Linked DNA regions of Zea mays: region 1 is linked to region 2. A link is a contact called in public Hi-C data. All regions are on one chromosome and are shown on one strand. The core of a region is the stretch at or near the end of the contact, and the rest is flanking DNA. Distances in the headings are between cores, read along the strand shown.

What was found. Hi-C and Micro-C count contacts between places; a contact is called where the count stands out from the background.
Region 1: a contact with region 2 is called in a Hi-C map of bundle sheath, with 2.6 times the contacts expected there. The contact joins the promoter of LOC100193529 here to the promoter of LOC100273102 in region 2. A contact is called at or near these places in 2 of 25 Hi-C or Micro-C datasets (bundle sheath and leaf).

What each region holds. Positions count from the first base shown.
Region 1 is chr6:107,206,212-107,210,346 of Zm-B73-REFERENCE-NAM-5.0, forward strand. LOC100193529 (Transcription factor MYB44) reads left to right here and starts at 1,435. Exons shown (of 1, transcript NM_001138640.2): 1 at 1,435-2,858. The coding sequence starts at 1,654. The coding sequence ends at 2,580.
Region 2 is chr6:106,814,645-106,818,491 of Zm-B73-REFERENCE-NAM-5.0, forward strand. It overlaps LOC100273102, which reads left to right and starts at 1,431. Exons shown (of 10, transcript NM_001147551.1): 1 at 1,431-1,714; 2 at 2,016-2,067; 3 at 2,159-2,216; 4 at 2,756-2,824; 5 at 2,914-3,039; 6 at 3,139-3,189; 7 at 3,269-3,346; 8 at 3,436-3,535; 9 at 3,727-3,761. The coding sequence starts at 1,483. LOC103629707 (heptahelical transmembrane protein 1) reads left to right here. Exons shown (of 4, transcript NM_001346971.1): 4 at 1-223.

The DNA.
Region 1 (4,135 bases), core at 185-2,684, 390 kb after region 2:
AGGGTCCCGTACCGTACCACGATTCCGCGGGCAAGCAGCAGCAGGGGCGCAGTGGGCGGTGAGCCGGTGACGGGCAGACGTGGGGGCGTCCATCGCCCACGACCACCGCAAACCCTCTTCCCACGAAACCGCGCCGCTTTTTAAAAGATGACAAGCAAAGTGCGCGCCAGTCTGTCTGGCCCTGGACCGGGGATATCTATCTACCTATCGCCTGCGCCCAAACCGCCGCCTTGGCCGGATCCGTCTGCCGCGGGGGGACCACCGGTCATAAGAAGCGGCGAGGAAAGGACAGGCCCAGGTCGGATACGTACCGTAGTACCGGGTGGTACACGCCTGTACGGTACACAGTCGGGGGCAGGGCCTACCCCACGTGGGGTGGCGGGCGCGATGAACTGGCGTGCGTGCACCTGCGCGTCGGCCCGCAGGGGGGGATGGATGATGGACCGACCGTTCTGTGGAGCGTGGGGGCGTGGGGCCGGCTGTGGGCGGTTCTGGTACCGGGTACGTGGACGGACGGATGAGGGCAACACGGAACACCGAACACCAGCACTCCAGCAGCGTCCCTCCTGCTTGTTCATCTCGACCGGCGGGTGGGCCCACCGGGTCACGTCGTCACCGCCGCTGCATGGGCATGGCCGCTCGTTTTCGTTTGTGCACGCAGCACGCACAGTACCGCCACGAGTCCACGGCGCGGCTTTCCACTCCCCGCCCCGCCCCGCCCGGGTAGTTTCCAGTCCACTCCACCACTAGTACTACTAGTGCTACTTCCACGCCTTTGTCGCTTTGTGGACCTCGCGTCGCGACGATGGGCGCCACAAAACGACGAAACCGATCGAATTTTATGGTCCGAGAGAAACAGCTGTCTCCGTCGTCATCCGTGCAGCGGTAGAGAGTACCTTGCGGTGTTGAACAACTGGAAAAAGCCCAGTCTGTCGAGGAGCAGAGCAGACGCCGTTAGATTACCGGGCTCGCTTCGAATCCTTTTCACCGTCCGATTCAAATCCGTCCGTTGGCCGTTACGCATCGCGACGTCGCAACGCCGGCCGCACCACACCACTACACCAGCCAGCCGTTTCCCACTCCCCCCCCCCCCCCGGTGACCCCGTCCACGTAAAAACACGGAACAGGGGATAGAGAAAGAGACACGGCTCGAATTTCGAATCCGCCGAGGCAAACCGCCGCCCCATTCCCAGTCCCCATAAAACCACCGGGTCAAAGCGCCGTACTCCCACTGATCCGCGGGCCCACTGACTCTCGACCTCCCCACATGCCATACAGCTGGAGAAAAACGACAAGCGCAGGCGGGTACGGCAGCCTGAGGTGGCTCCGGGCCTCGCGACGCGGCTGTTGGGTGCCAGCTGTGTTGCCGGTCAGGTGATCAGGTCACCGCCCGCCGCGCCGCTATAAGTACGGACCCGCCGCTCCACCGTCACTATTGCTCTCCAACCAAACCTCGTCTCGTCTTCTCTCCGCTACCACCACCACTGCTCGTTTTACAGAAACCGGAAGGAACCAAACGCCTTTCCGCCCCGGGCCGCCGCTACCCAAGCCCAGCAACCACCACTCGTTGTCGTCGACTACTAGGCGGCAAGCAGGCGTCCTGTTTTTTTTTTTTGGTCCTCGTCGTCGTCCGGACTCCGGACAGGACAGGACATGGGCGCGGAGGCGGCGGAGCGCGACAGAATCAGGGGCCCGTGGAGCCCCGAGGAGGACGAGGCGCTGCGGCGGCTGGTGGAGCGGCACGGCGCGCGCAACTGGACGGCGATCGGGCGCGGCGTCCCGGGCCGGTCGGGCAAGTCGTGCCGCCTGCGGTGGTGCAACCAGCTGTCGCCAAGGGTGGCGCGCCGCCCCTTCACGGCCGACGAGGACGCGGCCATCGCCCGCGCCCACGCCCGCCTCGGCAACCGCTGGGCCGCCATCGCGCGCCTGCTCCCCGGCCGCACCGACAACGCCGTCAAGAACCACTGGAACTGCTCCCTCAAGCGCAAGCTCGGCGCCGCCGCCGCCGCGTCCGGTTCGGCGGTTTCCGCTGACGACTCCGCCGCCGCCGCCGAGACCGAGGCGCGCCGGGGCAAGATGATGATGATGAGCATCTCGCCGCCCGACAGCCCCTCGGGGTCGGGGTCGGGGTCCGACCGTAGCGACCTCAGCAGCCACGGCGCCGGGTCCGGGTCCGGGTCCGGGTCCGGCCAGATTTACCGCCCCGTGGCCGCGCGCTCCGGCGGGTTCGAGCCGGCGGACTGCGCCATGAGCCGTCCGCAGGAGGAGGACCCGCTCACCGCCCTCAGCCTCTCGCTTCCCGGCACGGACCAGCGGTTTCACCACCACAGCGCCGCCGCCGACAGCCACTTCCAGGAGCTCCCGCCGTCGCCCTCCTCACCCGCGCCCTCGGCCTACCCGTTCAGCCCCGAGTTCGCGGCGGCGATGCAGCAGCTGATCCGCACCGAGGTGCAGCGGTACATGGCGAGCGCGGGCCTGCGCGCCGGCTGCGGCGCCGTTGGCGCGACCGACCTCTGCATGCCGCAGCTGGTGGACGGCGTCATGCGCGCTGCCGCCGAACAGGTCGGCCGGATGCAGTAGCCCCGCGCCCCCGGCGGGGGCATCAAACCGTCAGTGCTCCCAAATCGTCGTCTAGCTAGGGCGACCGCAACGCAACGGTTGTTGGAGTAGCAAACTTGGTTTTAAGGTGGAGGGAAAAATTGGCTGGGCTGAAAGCAGAAAGCCTTGTAATGTACATGAAAGAAACGGAACGGATGGCGCGCTACAATCTGAGCTCGCCATTGCCGCATATATCTGCTTTAAGAGAGCATTGCGCTGCCTTGCCTAATCGAAACGAAACGACACGAAATGTTGCCTGCAAGTTTTTGAACGTGTGGGTGAGTAAATCGCACGGTTGGGTACCAGTACTGCGAGGAAATAATAATGCAGCCAGCCAGTCAGTGCAAATCCGGCGCCTTCCATTTTCCAACGAACCCACCACATCCCGCAAGCCGACGACGATCTAGATCGCAGCACCAACGCATTTTGGCGCCGAGTTGCTGTCGCGTGACACACATCTTGGCAGCAGCACCAACGCCGGCACTCCTCCTCCAAATCCGGCGCCAGAACAACCGTACTTCCACGCGGCGGCAAGCATCTATAGGTGCCGTGCCGAGCTCCATTTGACAGGTGAGTGGACAGGAGACATCGAGTAGACGCGAGTAGTACGACGACGGATCGACCATCGGTGGATTCGTTGGTGACCGATCTGGTCCTCTCGAGTCTCGACCCACTGTGTCGTGCGCGGAAAGAGAGTTGCTGCTAAACGACAGGCGTCTGAGGTTAGTTTGTTTTTTTAACTTTTAGACGATACATAATTTATTCATCTAATGCGAATAATACGTCGTTCAAAATTCGAATATTTTTTTTAGAAAAAAATCTTTAGGACCGAACGTCTTTCCCTCTTTTGAGTCTTTTCTCCTGCAGGTCTATCTTCGTTTTTTTGCAGACGCATGTGGCGCTCGAAAAAGGTACTACGCGTGTGGAGTGGAGCCAAGTCGAAAGCGTGGTGCTGGGGTCTGGCACTTCTGCTTGTCGGCAGGCCAGAAATGGACAAGGGAGGGGATCTGGTTGCTCGTGTCTTGTCACCTGATCTTTTCGCTGCAGAGGCCTGGGCATGCCGCTCAAGGCCCCTGGCCTCAAGCACCCAGCTTCCGCCAAGAATTTGGCCATTCGTCACTGGCGGTTGGCTAAGCTATGTTCTCGGGTTTGGCGGATCCTCTTTTATCAAGAAAGTCTACCATTGAGACAGTTAGATCTGAGAAAGGGCGTGGCACCACCACCACGACGACGACGACGGTGGAGACTGTTAGCTTTAAATAGTACAGATACAGAAGAAGAGATATGTGTTCAACTGAAATGAACTGGACTAACATAAAACGACGAGGCTAGTACAATATAAAAGCAAGTTTGGCCCAACAGTAGCCCACTATTAAAAAGCAGCAAAACGCCGGCGACTGAACTGTTGTATGGCGGGAAGGCAATTTGACCCAACAACAGCCCAATACAAGCACACGAAGAGTGATGGGAAATGATCGCATGGGCCGGGTTGCTACCATTCGGACGAGGGGCTCGTCCTAGTTTGGGAGTCACAAAA
Region 2 (3,847 bases), core at 181-2,680:
CCGTCCAGTGATCGATACGATATGATGATTGGGAAAGAAGAAACTAAACCATATTTTTTTTTGTTTACACCTTTTCCTTACAGCAGCAGCAGCAAGTGTGCGAGATTCATCGTTAATGACAGAGAGTTGATTGGCGTCAGTCACAGATTCCTTGTCAATTTGTACATAGACGAAGCTCATCGAGTAATGATTGATTAATACATTCTTTCGATCGGTTTGAAAATGCAAATCCAAAAGTTCTTTTTTAAAAAAAAAAATCAAAACGGAGGTTTCGCGTCGATCTGTCTGTGTTGCCATCGACGATAACGCGAGCGGATGGGCTACTCCGATCCGTGCAGCATCCGGTTGCTTTCAGGTCAGGCGGAGTAGCCTAGACGCGACGTCGAGACCGGTAGCACAGGTACAGTACAGGTGGAGCGACTCTCACCGGCCGGGCTCGTCTCATAAATGGGCGGCCGACCCGTCCAACAACCCAACGGACCTGGCTCTGACTGACCTCTCATTCCGTGCAGCTCGCAGTTGTCATGCCCGGCTGGCAGTCGGTCCAATCGGCCGGCCATTATACTGCCGGCCGGCGTCGTCGCCGTCGGCATCCGGGACGGCGCTGCCGAGTGCCGATTGCCAACCCATTCATGGCGTGACCGCGAGTCGTTCCTGCCACCTCCGGGACGGTCGGGCCCCCCCGAGTCGTGTGAGCAGTGAGCTGCCCGCGCGCGGCAGGCCAACAGCTCTGCAAGCTTTTCCGGTATCAATGCTGGCCCTGGCCCAGGCCGTGGCCCCCAAATGGCTCTCACTATCTAAATCATTACTTACTCGCTATATAAATTATTAGTCGAAGAATAATTTATGTAGAAATGCTTTATATTTTTTTCATACTCCAACAACAGTTTTATATGTTTTGCGCACTCTAAAAACAACAATTATGCTTCTGTTTGTGTGGAGTCAAATGCCGTCCATACTGGGACCAATCTTCGTTCTCACTTCTCCATCACATATTCACATAGTATTCACAGCGGATCTTTTTTTTTTCAGGTGGCTATACAACATAGTATCCTGCAAAACCCATAGAGGCCAAAGCATTTTGTGTTGTTGTTGACAGCAAAACTTCCTACTGCATTCAAAGACCTGCCTTTATAATAGATAATGAAGTTTTTTTTTTTTTTGCAACTGCGACGAATAATATAGGCCGGGACCTCCTCCATAATCCGGTCATTGCGGACAGTCCTAGGCTCCTAGCAGCTACCACAACGAACATGATGTATTTTTACCAGATTTTACAGTCCTAGTTCTTGTTTGTTATTTCATGAGAGTATCAGGCCACAAAGAACATGGGCCGTGCTGCGCGGAACACATACATGGGCTCACACTGGACCAGGAGGGGAGAAGAAACACGGAAGGGAGGCTCTCACCAGTCACCACTCACCTGACGGCTGACGACGAGTGAGCGAGAGGAACGGGGAGAGGGAAGTTAAACGCGCGGCGATGCCGGAGCTGCCGGAGGTGGAGGCGGCGCGTCGGGCGCTGCAGGCGCACTGCGTGGGGAGGCGCATCGCGCGCTGCGCCGTGGCGGACGACGCCAAGGTGGTCGTTGCCGCCGCCGGCCGCGCGGCCTTCGAGCGGGCCATGGTCGGCCGGACCATCGTCGCCGCGCGCCGGAGGGGCAAGAACCTCTGGCTCCAGCTCGACGCGCCGCCCTTCCCGTCCTTCCAGTTCGGTCAGTCCGCGCCGTACCACTTACTACGTGGCCTAGACTTAACCTTAACCATTATTTGGTACTAGTACTACTATAGCTTCGGTGCTCCGCTAGTGCTTGGCTGCCTACCCAGTGTATTGTTGTTATTCAGAAAATTGGTAGTTAGAAAGGGCACCTTTGTCTTATACTGCTATGCATTTGGTCGAAAATTATAGCTGTTATCTATGTTTAATTATGCTTAGCAATCGCATGGATTCTGCTACTTTGCGCTGGTCTAATACTAAATAGGTGAGGGGTTATAAGAGCATTCTTTGGACTGCAGGGATGGCAGGCGCGATATATATCAAAGGCATTCCTGTGACGAATTATAAGAGGCAGGTGATATTTTACCGTTTTATACGTACGTTGTGATTATGTGAGTTCACCAATCGGTTTCTAGGAAATAATTTCTTCACAAGGCTGCAGATCCGTTGTTAATTCCGAAGAGGAGTGGCCCTCCAAACACTCTAAATTCTTTGCTGAGGTAATTATCCCAAACACAGTGTCGCATCAATTTTGTTTTCTAGCATGGCACTCACGCTCTTGTTGGTTATATGTTACTTTCGCAACTCGGATTGTACACTGATAAAAATGTGATGTCCAGTACAAGTTATTATCAAGTCTAAATCAACATTGATTCCATGTTCTTGCACACTATTTTTTGCTTAGTACAATAACAGTAAAAAAGCAAGAGATATCTTCCAGTAAACTTAGTAAAAAAAATACATCTTTAGATGAGCCAGTTACTAATCATTCAACAAACCACATGGACAGTGGTTGTGAATGCCCCTCACTTGATAACTAGGATATGGAAAGAAACTTGGGGAACATATTATATTATTGATTAATCTCAGTTTCATCTCTGATGGCTGCTTTAATGGTTATTCAGTTCAAAGAGTGAAAGGCACAAATCTCATTTCAGTTTCGTACTAGCCAATTTGTGTATTTTTTTTTTAAAAAAAACAGCTCGTGGGGTGTTGGTTCTGAACCTTGTTATTTCTAACCTTTTGGTTTGATTTATAGCTTGATGATGGTTTGGAGTTCTCTTTCACTGATAAACGGCGCTTTGCAAGAGTTCGTTTGTTTGAAGATGTAGGTATTTTTCATAGGCTGTATTTAAAAAACATCCGATTGCTTTCCTGTTCCTCATACAGATTTTCTCACCCAAGTTATATTTGCAGCCTGAAACCTTACCCCCAATTTCTGAGTTAGGCCCAGATGCTCTGTTTGAACCAATGTCCGTCGATAGTTTCTTGGACTCCCTGGGTAGAAAGAAGATAGGGATAAAAGCTCTTCTACTTGATCAGGTGACCAGCATCCAACCTACAAGCTTTGCCTGTGCAAAAATGTTTTCCCTGCACTGTACATACTTGACTTGTTGCAGTTTTTTTTTATAAAATGAGCAGAGCTTCATATCAGGCATTGGCAATTGGATTGCAGACGAGGTGCTTTACCAGGTATTCATACATTCTTCAGCAGTTGGTTGGTGTGGCTCGCATAAAATGTAGCAAAATTAAATTTGATTTTTTTTGCCAGTCAAGGATCCATCCATTACAGATTGCTTCGAATCTACCTAGGGAGAGTTGTGAAGCACTGCACCAGAGTATCGAAGAGGTGGGTCTAATGGGACATCACTATGTACTGAATTTACTTTCTACCGAAGTATGTATAGCATACCAACCTCCTGATCAAGAATTTTCTAGGTTGTCAAATATGCTGTCGAAGTTGATGCTGACATGGACCGCTTTCCGAAGGAATGGTTATTTCATCACCGTTGGGGCAAGAAGCCTGGCAAAGTCGATGGTAAGACTTTCCTCACTGCCAGTCATGATTTCCCTGAACATACTCGGGCAGGCAAACCGTTCGCTTACAGTGTTTGCTGATATCTGTCTTTGTATAAGACAAACCAATCATGTTAATTCCAATGCTGCGTACACACTCGCATCAGATTTCGATCCCTTCTGAGAATTAATTTTGTTTTTTTGGCCGTTCAGGAAAGAAAATCGAGTTCATAACAGCTGGTGGCAGGGTAAGTAAGTAAACTATCCGCTTCAGTACTAGACCTTGAGCCTCAGATATGGCCAGGCCAGCCAGCCAGGTCAAACTTCTGATGCT